2 separate regions of the Anser cygnoides genome follow, and region 2 is linked to region 1. Evidence: chromatin contacts called from public Hi-C data. All regions are on one chromosome and are shown on one strand. The core of a region is the stretch at or near the end of the contact, and the rest is flanking DNA. Distances in the headings are between cores, read along the strand shown. Region 1 overlaps RAD51B (RAD51 paralog B). Region 2 holds the start of ZFP36L1 (ZFP36 ring finger protein like 1).

Region 1 (4,937 bases), core at 1,850-4,349:
CATCTAATGCTTTTCACAGACCAGAGTGACTAAAAGGGGAAGGGGGGGAGGGAGGGGAAGAGAAATTCCAGGAAGATGAGTGAAAACAGCAGAAATCCCAGGCTGCTTCACTAATGGGTAATTGAAATGACTCACAAAAGGTCTAGTAGGGAATTCAATTAATTAGGGACGTGACTGCGCCGAGGGGAGGAGGGAAAGAAAAGAATGCTGGCGATACAAGAAAATCACTCCTCTCCATTCACTTAAAAAAGGGCCTGGAAGAAAACCTCAAGGGAGGAAAAAGCCAAGTTTTTCAAGGCAGGGCCTCTACCCCTTCTTATGCGCAGAAAAAAAGCCACAGTCAAACTGCCTTGGCTTCAGGGGAGGAGAAAAGGACAAATAAGTATATCCCTATTCCTCCCCTCCTTCTCTTTCTAATGAAAAGGAAGGAAAAAAATAAAATCGGGCATATTAATTACGTCACCGTTAAGGCAATTGGTAACAAGCAACTATGAGGACAAGAAAGAGGAATGATGCAGGATAGCTTAATACAGTGCTGGTAAATAGCATCTGTCTCATCGTAGCTGCACTGTTTATTCCATGTGCCAATGAGAAGAGGGAGATAGGAGGCAGTGCAAAGATGAATAAACGAGAAAAAACTGGGGACAGATGAAGGAAAAAACGCAATGCGAGAAAGCAGAGAGAAACAGGAATGGGGACAGGCAAAAGGACTGGAATTAACAAAAGAAGGGAGTAAAGAATGGAAAAGGAGTGGATGGAGAGAAGATGAAGGGAAGGGAATGTATTAGAGAAACAGGAGAGGGAAAACCTCTAAAGGAGAAGAGGAGCAGATGTGGGAAGGGTCAGAGAAAGAACGAGAAGTTTCACAATCAGTCAGCAGTTAGAACTTGCTGTGATGGGTACATGGTAACAGCAATGTTGATTCAGCAACCATATATTGACAAATACTGCTTCTAACCAAGCCTCAGAGACTAAATTTACACTAGTGCTAGTTTAGAAATCCCCAAGAATGTGCAACCTAAACTTCCAGGCCCACAACCGACGATCGTTACTGGTAGTGGAACAACTGGCCTAGATATAACAACCAGGGGCAAGTGTTCATTCATGGGATTGAAAATAGGATCTGCAATCATTTAGGATAAAGTTACCACAGCTTGAAACGTAGGTCTTGTTAATTCCAACTCCAGGCTATTGCTGGCAGGCTGGCTGTTCAATTGCTTTATACAAAAGAACCTCACGGTCATTGTTTACCTTCGTGAATTATGATGAGATCTAACAAAAAGTACTTCTTAGGCTCTATCGGGTTCAGCACTGAATGCCTTCTGAAGGCTTAGATATGCTCTCACGCTCAAGGATCAAGATACTATCGCTGTGAAAGGTTGGCAAAGTTTGCAGTATGCTGCGTGTTTGGGCAATATCTGAGTATTTTTGTTCCCAGGGCTGTCAATCTGACATCTAAGCAAGAAAACATATAAATCAAACCAATAATGTCAGCTCCACTGTCAAAAGTTTCAGAAGACCAAAAGATTTTTTATAAGCTTTATTTACTGTAACAGGGCAATGAAGATCTGGCACTGACCAAGAAAATAATTCTTGTGTAGTTAAGATATACCAGACCAGGATGAAAAATGCAGTATTTAGCTAACGAGAACCAGTGTACAAATACTGATTGAAATACAGTTATCTTTATACCAGTCTGTGAATACACTGGTGTCCAGACAAAGAAATTCCTTAAATATAACTACATTTAGTCTTTCACGGTTTTTAAGTTAGATTCATGCAAAAGTGAGCATACAGAAATTCCTAGCTGGTTCTGAGCCGACCTTCCAACACAAGAGTAAGGAGTGCCGTGCCATTGGAGGAATCATCTCCCAGAAGAGGTATAAAGTTGAGATCCAAATTCCTACACCTGGTTTAAGAAAAGAGCCCTTGGAAGTTCTGCAAAGACATTATTGTTAGTGCTCTGGACAAACGTAAATGCATTGTCATTTCTACCAGCTGGGCAGCTAGTTTCTATGGAAAAGGACTGCAAACAGTGTGCATTCAGTGCCTAGGTGCCTATGCAACAATGCAATTGTCATACAAGAATTACAATACAGCTATAAAATGTCAGTTAAGTCAGGCAATCCCAATAGCAAATTCAAGCTGGGCAGCCAAAGCACCACTTGACACAGTACTTTATTCTGCTTCAAAGCTCCATTCTTTTCAAATTCTTTCTAACATGTCTAATGAAACAGGCAGTCCAATGTGCTCAGAAGGTCATCGGTTTCTACCCGGAGCACCTCCAAAATTTAACAGGGCCTTGATTCCATTGCCAGTGTAATTTTGTTCTTTTTACTGGGTCTCGATCAAGTTGCATTCATGAGAACTGCAGGCTAGGTCAACATGTACCTCGAGGCTGTCTGGATTCTGTTAAGCCAGGCTTTTTGACCAGATCCTCTTCTCCCTCTCTTACAAAACACTCAGCAGAAAAATAAAATAAAATCTCTCTCTTCTACAAAATTAAAATAATTAAAATAAATTCCTTTTATCTCTCTAATTAAGTACCATCCTGTATTTAGTCAGTTGACAGCACCAAAGAATGATTTTTCTGTATTCCACAATATCATCCTCCCTCCCTGGATCTATTCAAAGCCTCTTGTACATATTTAATCACTCCTAGCCAGGCCTGGCTAATGAAATGCAGGGCCTTGCCCTGACCTGACCTTGCTATTTCTATTTTGGCTCAGCACATCCTCTGCTAGTTGGTTAAAAAAAAAAAAGTTGTTTCTCTCCTCTCTTGGACTTAAAGGTCCTGTTACTGGCAGGGGGTATGGTCAAGGACACTGCTGAATACAGAATGAATGACTGAATGATTGTGAACACTGATTTGCAAAACTCCTGCAAGCCCGGAAAGGACCACAACAACTTAAGCACAAAGGTTTTTTTCCCCCTTTTTCTCTTTGGCTGGCAAGGACTGGTGGTCACTGTTCAACTACAGTGAATGGCTTATGGCTAGAAAATTCTGTAAGAAAAATGGACTGCTCAAATTGTTTGCAGCACTCTTTCATAAAGCACTGGTATTCATTCTATGGTTTTGGGCACTTATTGTAACTAGAGATGTTCTTGGTTTTCCCCTTCTGCCCTTTCTATTTGCCAATACTGCAATTTAAAATCTATTTTCCCTTTCTGAGAGCTCATAAAGAAGTGTGATCCCATTTATGACCACTTAGGAAACACTGGATATTGGGTTAGCCCTTTTGTCACATGATGTCGGTTGTAGGAATTCATCAACATGCCAATCAGAAGTCAGGAGTGTTTCCAGTGTACAACTGAACAACATTTACACGGTGATTCATGTGGTCTCTTTAAGCTGAGTTTGTTTTCAAATGGTTTATGATTTTGTTGGCCATGAGTTTTGGTGTTGTTTGACATACTGAGTTGCTGGACGAACCATAAACCACATGTGAAGTCAGAAAGGGCATGGGACATCTTTTTATTCTTTGCGTGTAAGCAGCGCCTTACATTGTGGGGCTCTGGATACTGAACAGGGGTCCCAGATGTTATTACCAAACAACCAACAACAGCACAAAGTTCTGTAGGTAGTCTGTCTGTCAGAAAAATCAGGCTCAGTATCTCAATTCTTCGTTGTTCCTCCAATTATATATCAATGGAGTCAAGCCAGAGAAAACAGTGGTAAATAAGACGAAGATGCCTTTAGCTAGCTATCCAAAAATAATGCCCTATGTCCCGTGGGGCACTGTCAGCTAAGGACCAGGGACATATATCACATTTCTAATGGCCAGAATCAGTTTAACAGGTCCTTATGAGCTCTTCTGCATGCACTGGAACTGAGATAAAGAGAGTTAGATCTCCATTTATAAGTCCAGTCTTTTGTCAGCTCAACTAAAACAAACAGGTTCAAGTTGTGACATCCTGTTGAATAGAAGCAAGTAGGACTTTAAGGCACTGCTTGAAAGAAGAAATGCTAAAATCATGTTTGCAGTCAGCAGAGTCAAATAATACAGCTGTGTCGCCTTCCCCCTAATGCTGTTTATCATGTTCTTTTGTAGTCTGGTTTTCTACACAGACAACACTTTTGCAATCACATTCTGTATCCCAGTCTATATAACCTTTTCAGCCATTGATTGCTTTCAGCCAAGTCTGAAAAAGGTAGGGGTCCTCAAACATCTGTGAGGTCACAGAAAATGAGTGAAAATAGATGACTGAGTAGAGAAGAGAGTTCCTGTAGATGTTATTAGACTGCCTGAAATCCAGAGAGAGGACTTCTCAGCATGCCAAGTGCAGCAGAATTTGTAGATGTAGTCAACCAACCACAAAGTACAGGTCTGTACAGACTTCTGACTTCCTTTAGTCGATGCCCTGTGGGGTTAGATGAGCACCAGAACTAATGCAGAAGTTGGCCTTCAGTTGGCCATCTGCTGGTGACCATAAGTTGTGAGATCAGCAGTAGTGAAACCTGACTATGGCCTTACGAGGCCCCAGTCAAACGTCTGCACTTGCTAGGCCTCACCCAGCAGGAGAGCTCCTTGGTGGCATGCACCAGGCAACAAACACTACTTAGGCCAACTCTAAGCAAGTACCAAACTGTCATTAAACCAAAGGCAAAGGCAACATTCAGCCACTTTTTTCCCCTCTGCCACCTTTCCAAGCAGATTTTTGACCTACCCTAGGACCCAGCCCCACTGCAGTTGTACAAAATGGAGTGAAACACACAACACATTGTAGAACAAGTACTCTCAGATTAACTGTGTCTTTTTTTTTTTTTTTCCTTTTTTGGTGTGTGTGTGTATTACACAGCCTGCTGTGGGCATTTTTGTAATGATTTTACGCTACAGACATCGAGATTTTTAAGAGCTGAATCTCTCTTTGTAGGCTGTTCCTGAAGTTTGGCACAGTTGGAGAATGCTACCTTGGGGTGCTCCTTCCCTGTGAGC
Region 2 (4,629 bases), core at 83-2,582, 150 kb before region 1:
CTCTCCCCGGTTACTCCTCGCTTCTGGCCAAGGCGAAAGAAAAGAAACTAGAAAGAGAAGGAAATTCGAGGAACCTGATTGCTCTCCCTAAGTAAATAAAAAAAAAAAAAAAAAGGAAAGAAAGAAAGAAAGAAATCTGGAATAGCCGGAGCCCGTGGGCGTTCCTCTCCTTGGTTGTTTTGGCCGTTCTCGAAGAGCAAAGGAGGGGAAAAAGCTCAGCCGCCAGTTCAAAGTCCGGCTCCTGAGACTCTAAAGCAAACAGCGGAGGAAGCGGCTGAGTTGCTTCAAGTTCTCAAGGCGCTGCCCGCTCGGCTTCGCGCCCTGCTGGGTCCCTGCGGGGGCTGGGAGGGACCCTCGCCAAGGGGACCCCGGCAAGGGGCCCCTCGCCCCCCCGGCCCCTCGCCCGCCCTGGAGGGCAGCCGCCGTGCCGCTGAGGCACCCTGGTATCAGGAAGCCTAGAGACGTTTTGGTTTTTTTACACCGAAACTGCCCCGTCCTCCCCCCCCCCCCCCCGCCATATCAATATCGGTATGAATCACACTGTGCCTACTGAAATCTGGAACAGATTACTTGCTCAGAGACGCATTCTTTTTTCAGTTTTACAACTCAGAGGGGACTGGCAGGAGAGCATACGGGGAGAAGAGGCAGAAACGTATCAAACACCCTTTTAAAACCGTCTTTTAGCAACTTCCACGAGCGCGGCTGCGAGCTCCTTCCCGCCGCAGCGCCTGCCGGCTTGCAATAAAACCGGGAGAAGCGGCAGCGCGGCCCGGGGGCGGCGGAGCGAGCTACACAAAGCCAGCCGGCACCGCCGCGCCGCCGGGGGGGCCCCGCGCCGCCACCCCCCGCTCCAGGGGCGGGCGCCGCGCGGCGCCGCGGGACTTGCGCCACTTTTGCGCGGGGCCGCGCGTTGCACGCGCGCGCGCGCACACACACACACACACACACACACACACACACACACACACACACACACACACACACACTCGCGGGCACGCGCACACACACGCGGGCGCGCGCACAGCCGCCTCCCGCGTCCGGGGCGGGGAGGGGAGCGCTGCCCGCAGGGGCTGTTCTGGAAGGGACGCGCTTTTTTTTTTTTTTTTTTCCTTTTCTTTCTTTTTTTTTTTTTTTTTTCCCCTCCCCTCCTCCCCTCCCCCTCGCTTCTTCCTCCCGAAAAGTTTTTTTCTGGGCCCGCCCGCCCGGGTGATTCAGTCGCGGTGTCAATCACCCTGTCCTCCTCCTCCTCCTCCCCTTCCTCCCGCCGCCGGCTCCTCCTCCCGGGGTAAGTCCGAAACTTTATAAGTTGAGCTTTTTCCCCCAGCCCGCTGGAAGCGGCGAGCGGGCGCGGCGGGCTGGTGGCGGCAGCGGAGGCAGCGCTAGCAGCAGCGGGGGGAGGCAGCGCGCTGGAGGCTGCGAGCTGGAGGCTGCGCCTTACCCACACCGCGACTCCTTCCACTTGCCTGCCGCCGCGCCTGCCGCTTCCCCCCTCGCTCGCCGAAGATGTCCACAGCCCTGGTGTCGCCCACCATCTTCGACCTGAGCGAAGTTTTATGCAAGGTAACCGCGCCGGCTGGCAGCTTCGGGTTGGCGCCTGCAGGGGCTCTCTGCGCTTTTTTTTTTCCTTTACTTTTTATCCCTTTTTTCTTTTTCCTTCCCCCCTCCCCCTTCTCCGGCCGCGAGCAACTTGGGCGGCCGGGCGGGGCGCCCCGCTCGGCTCAGCCCGGGCCCCGCTCCCCGCCTTCGGGGCCGGGCAGGGCCGGGGCCGGTCGGCGGCGCCGGGCGGGGGCCGTGCTCCTGCCGCCGCCCGCTGCAGCGCGCCCGGGCGGGGAGCGGGGAGCGGGGCTGGGCGCAGCCCGAGCCCCCGGCGCCTTCCCCCCGGGGGGCTCTTCCCGCAGCAGCCGCCCCGGTGGTCGTAGGGGCGGCTCGGGGCTTGCTTTGCTCGCAGCAGACGGGTGGGACGCGCGGGGGGGCTGTGCCGAGCCGTGCCGAGCCGTGCCGCCGAGGCTGAGCCCTCCGAGGGCTCCCGGCGTCGCCCTCCCGTCCGGGGAGAGTTGCGGAGGAGGCGGTGGCAGTGACCGGTGCTTGCTTTCTGCCCGCAGAGCAACAAGATGCTGAACTACAGCCCCTCGGGTGTCAGCGGGTGCCTGCTGGACAGGAAGGCGGTGGGCACCCCGGCCGGCGGGGGTTTCCCTAGGAGGCACTCTGTCACCCTGCCCAACTCCAAGTTCCACCAGAACCAGCTCCTCAGCAGCCTGAAAGGGGAGCCCGCGCCCATGCTGGGCCCCCGGGAAAGCCGCTTTCGGGACCGCTCCTTCTCAGAGGGCGGCGAGCGCCTGCTGCAGCAGAAGCAGCCCGGGGGCCAGGTCAACTCCAGCCGCTACAAGACGGAGCTGTGCCGCCCCTTCGAGGAGAACGGCGCCTGCAAGTACGGCGACAAGTGCCAGTTCGCCCACGGCATCCACGAGCTGCGCAGCCTCACCCGCCACCCCAAGTACAAGACCGAGCTCTGCCGCACCTTCCACACCATCGGCTTCTGCCCTTACGGGCCGCGCTGCCACTTCATCCACAACGCCGAGGAGCGCCGCGCCGTGGCGGGCGGCCGGGAGCCCGCCGTCACTGACAGACCCCGCCTTCAGCACAGCTTCAGCTTCGCCGGCTTCCCCAGCACTGCTGCCAGCGGGCTGCTGGACAGCCCCACTTCCATCACCCCGCCGCCCATGCTGAGCGCCGACGACCTGCTGGGCTCCCCCACCCTGCCTGACTGCGCCAGCAACCCCTTCACCTTCTCCAGCCAGGAGCTGGTCAGTCTCTTCGCCCCCAGCATGGGGGTGCAGGTGCCCAGCGGGAGCTCCCCCACCACGTTCTTGTTCAGGCCCATGTCCGAGTCCCCCAACTTGTTTGACTCGCCGCCCAGTCCTCAGGACTCCCTCTCTGACCAGGAGGGCTATCTGAGCAGCTCCAGCAGCAGCCACAGCGGCTCAGATTCCCCTATCCTGGACACCTCAAGACGTCTTCCCATCTTCAGCAGACTCTCCATCTCCGACGACTAATCTGGGGTTTCCTCTTGCTCCCCCCCACCTCTATTACGATTTTAAGCTGAACTCCCCCCACCCCATAGTTGGAGCTGGATGTTAACGTGTCCACCTGCCTGTCGTAGACCCACTGGCTTAAACCTTAAGTGCCAAATTTACGATGAAAAGCAATAACGTTTACAAAATTAGTGCCTTTTAACGCTTTCACTGTGACTGTATTACCTCTCCAGCTGCAGAGGGCACCAGCAGCTCTGTGCACTTCCAGATGTGCAGGAAATGTCCGGATCCAGCTCCCTCCACTGGCTGCATACCGCATCGCCCTCTCCCAGTCCCTTCCCGACTGGCCAGCTCCCGCTAAGCTGCAGGCATGTGGGCAGGTGTTAACATCCAGCGCGCTCTCCCCCCTTACAGACTCATCTTGCCTGGATCCACTCAGGTCTGCGGGAAGACAAGCTGAGAACGGACAAAGATTGTAACACGAGTGGGACTTTGACTGGGAGGAAAACAAGCAAATGAAAAAACAAAACAAAAAAAGAGATGGGACTATGAGAGACTCGATTTTGGTGCTAAAAGTTTCCCCGTGTATTCATGTGACATCTTAAAAACAAATAAAGAAATAGAGGGGGTGGGGCTGACGGAAGTCATTCCACACACACAAGTTTGTGTAAACAAAGTTCCAGTAGACATAGCTTTAATGGTTTTTGCTCTAGAGTACTTTAGACCTATCTTAGAGCACTCACGCCAAGCTTTTTATTATTTTTTTTCTGGGTTTTTAATTTTGTATAACTTCAGAAATTGGAGAGCAAATTTTGCTTGTCACTGCACAACAATATAAAAAAGCTTATTTAACTTATCAAAACGTATTTATTGCCGAAACCTATGCTTTTTTGTTAATTTTGTTCATATTTATCGGGATGATGAATCCATAGAATATATTCTTTTATGTTTAAATTATGATCTTCCATATTAATCTTAAGATTGTGAAGTGTCTTTTTTCCTTTTTTTTCCCCACAGTTTAATATATTATACTACAATGACTTTTTTTGTAACTTTACACTTTTTTGGTTATTTTATTTTAAAAAATGAAAAATTAATTTAAAAAAAATGCAAAAACTGTGTTTGGATTATTTATTTTAGAATTCCCTTCCCCCCCCTTTTTTTTTGTGTTGGACTGCAAATTGAGTTAATGTGCTTCTTTGCCTTTCCTCTTTCTCTTCCCCTCCCCTGGGTCTTGCCTATGTGGGCTTTAGAATGTACATACCTGAGCTCTGTTGCGAGACAGCGTGGGAGGAAGACCTTTTTCTTCCTCTTTCTGTATAGTTTCTTCAAGGAGAAAAGCCTTGGGCTCAAAGTGCCTATCTGAAGACATTCCAAATACAGTTTGTCTTTGCGTTTCTGTATTCCAAGTTTGGAGTTTTCCTTGCCGAGGTGAACGGGACTGGCACAAAGAGAATAATGAATGTAATTTTTTTTCCCCTGTTACTGTTCACTACATTGCTTTTTCTTCCTCTTTGTGTGAGTTTATTTAAAAGAGAATCTCTTTTGTAATGACTGTTTGCAGTTTAAATCAATAAACCCCAAGTTTTTTCAAGAA

The links. A called contact is a pair of places that touch in the nucleus more often than the background predicts.
Region 2: a contact with region 1 is called in a Hi-C map of liver, with 2.0 times the contacts expected there. The contact joins the promoter of ZFP36L1 here to the enhancer-like site in region 1. A contact is called at or near these places in 2 of 7 Hi-C or Micro-C datasets (both in liver).

What each region holds. Positions count from the first base shown.
Region 1 is chr5:29,148,018-29,152,954 of Taihu_goose_T2T_genome, reverse strand. All of the region lies in intron 10 of RAD51B (RAD51 paralog B), which reads right to left. Among named protein-coding and RNA genes, the nearest start is that of ZFP36L1, 150 kb to the left of the region's middle. Within about 2 kb of position 3,099, at least 1 of the 3 cell types and tissues checked has open chromatin away from gene starts, as enhancers often do. A contact at or near this core is called in liver, where this site is marked.
Region 2 is chr5:29,295,212-29,299,840 of Taihu_goose_T2T_genome, reverse strand. It overlaps ZFP36L1 (ZFP36 ring finger protein like 1), which reads left to right and starts at 1,332. Exons shown (of 2, transcript XM_048065239.2): 1 at 1,332-1,560; 2 at 2,103-4,629. The coding sequence starts at 1,504. The coding sequence ends at 3,053. LOC125182930 (a long non-coding RNA gene) reads right to left here and starts at 1,154. Exons shown (of 4, transcript XR_010832052.1): 1 at 1-1,154.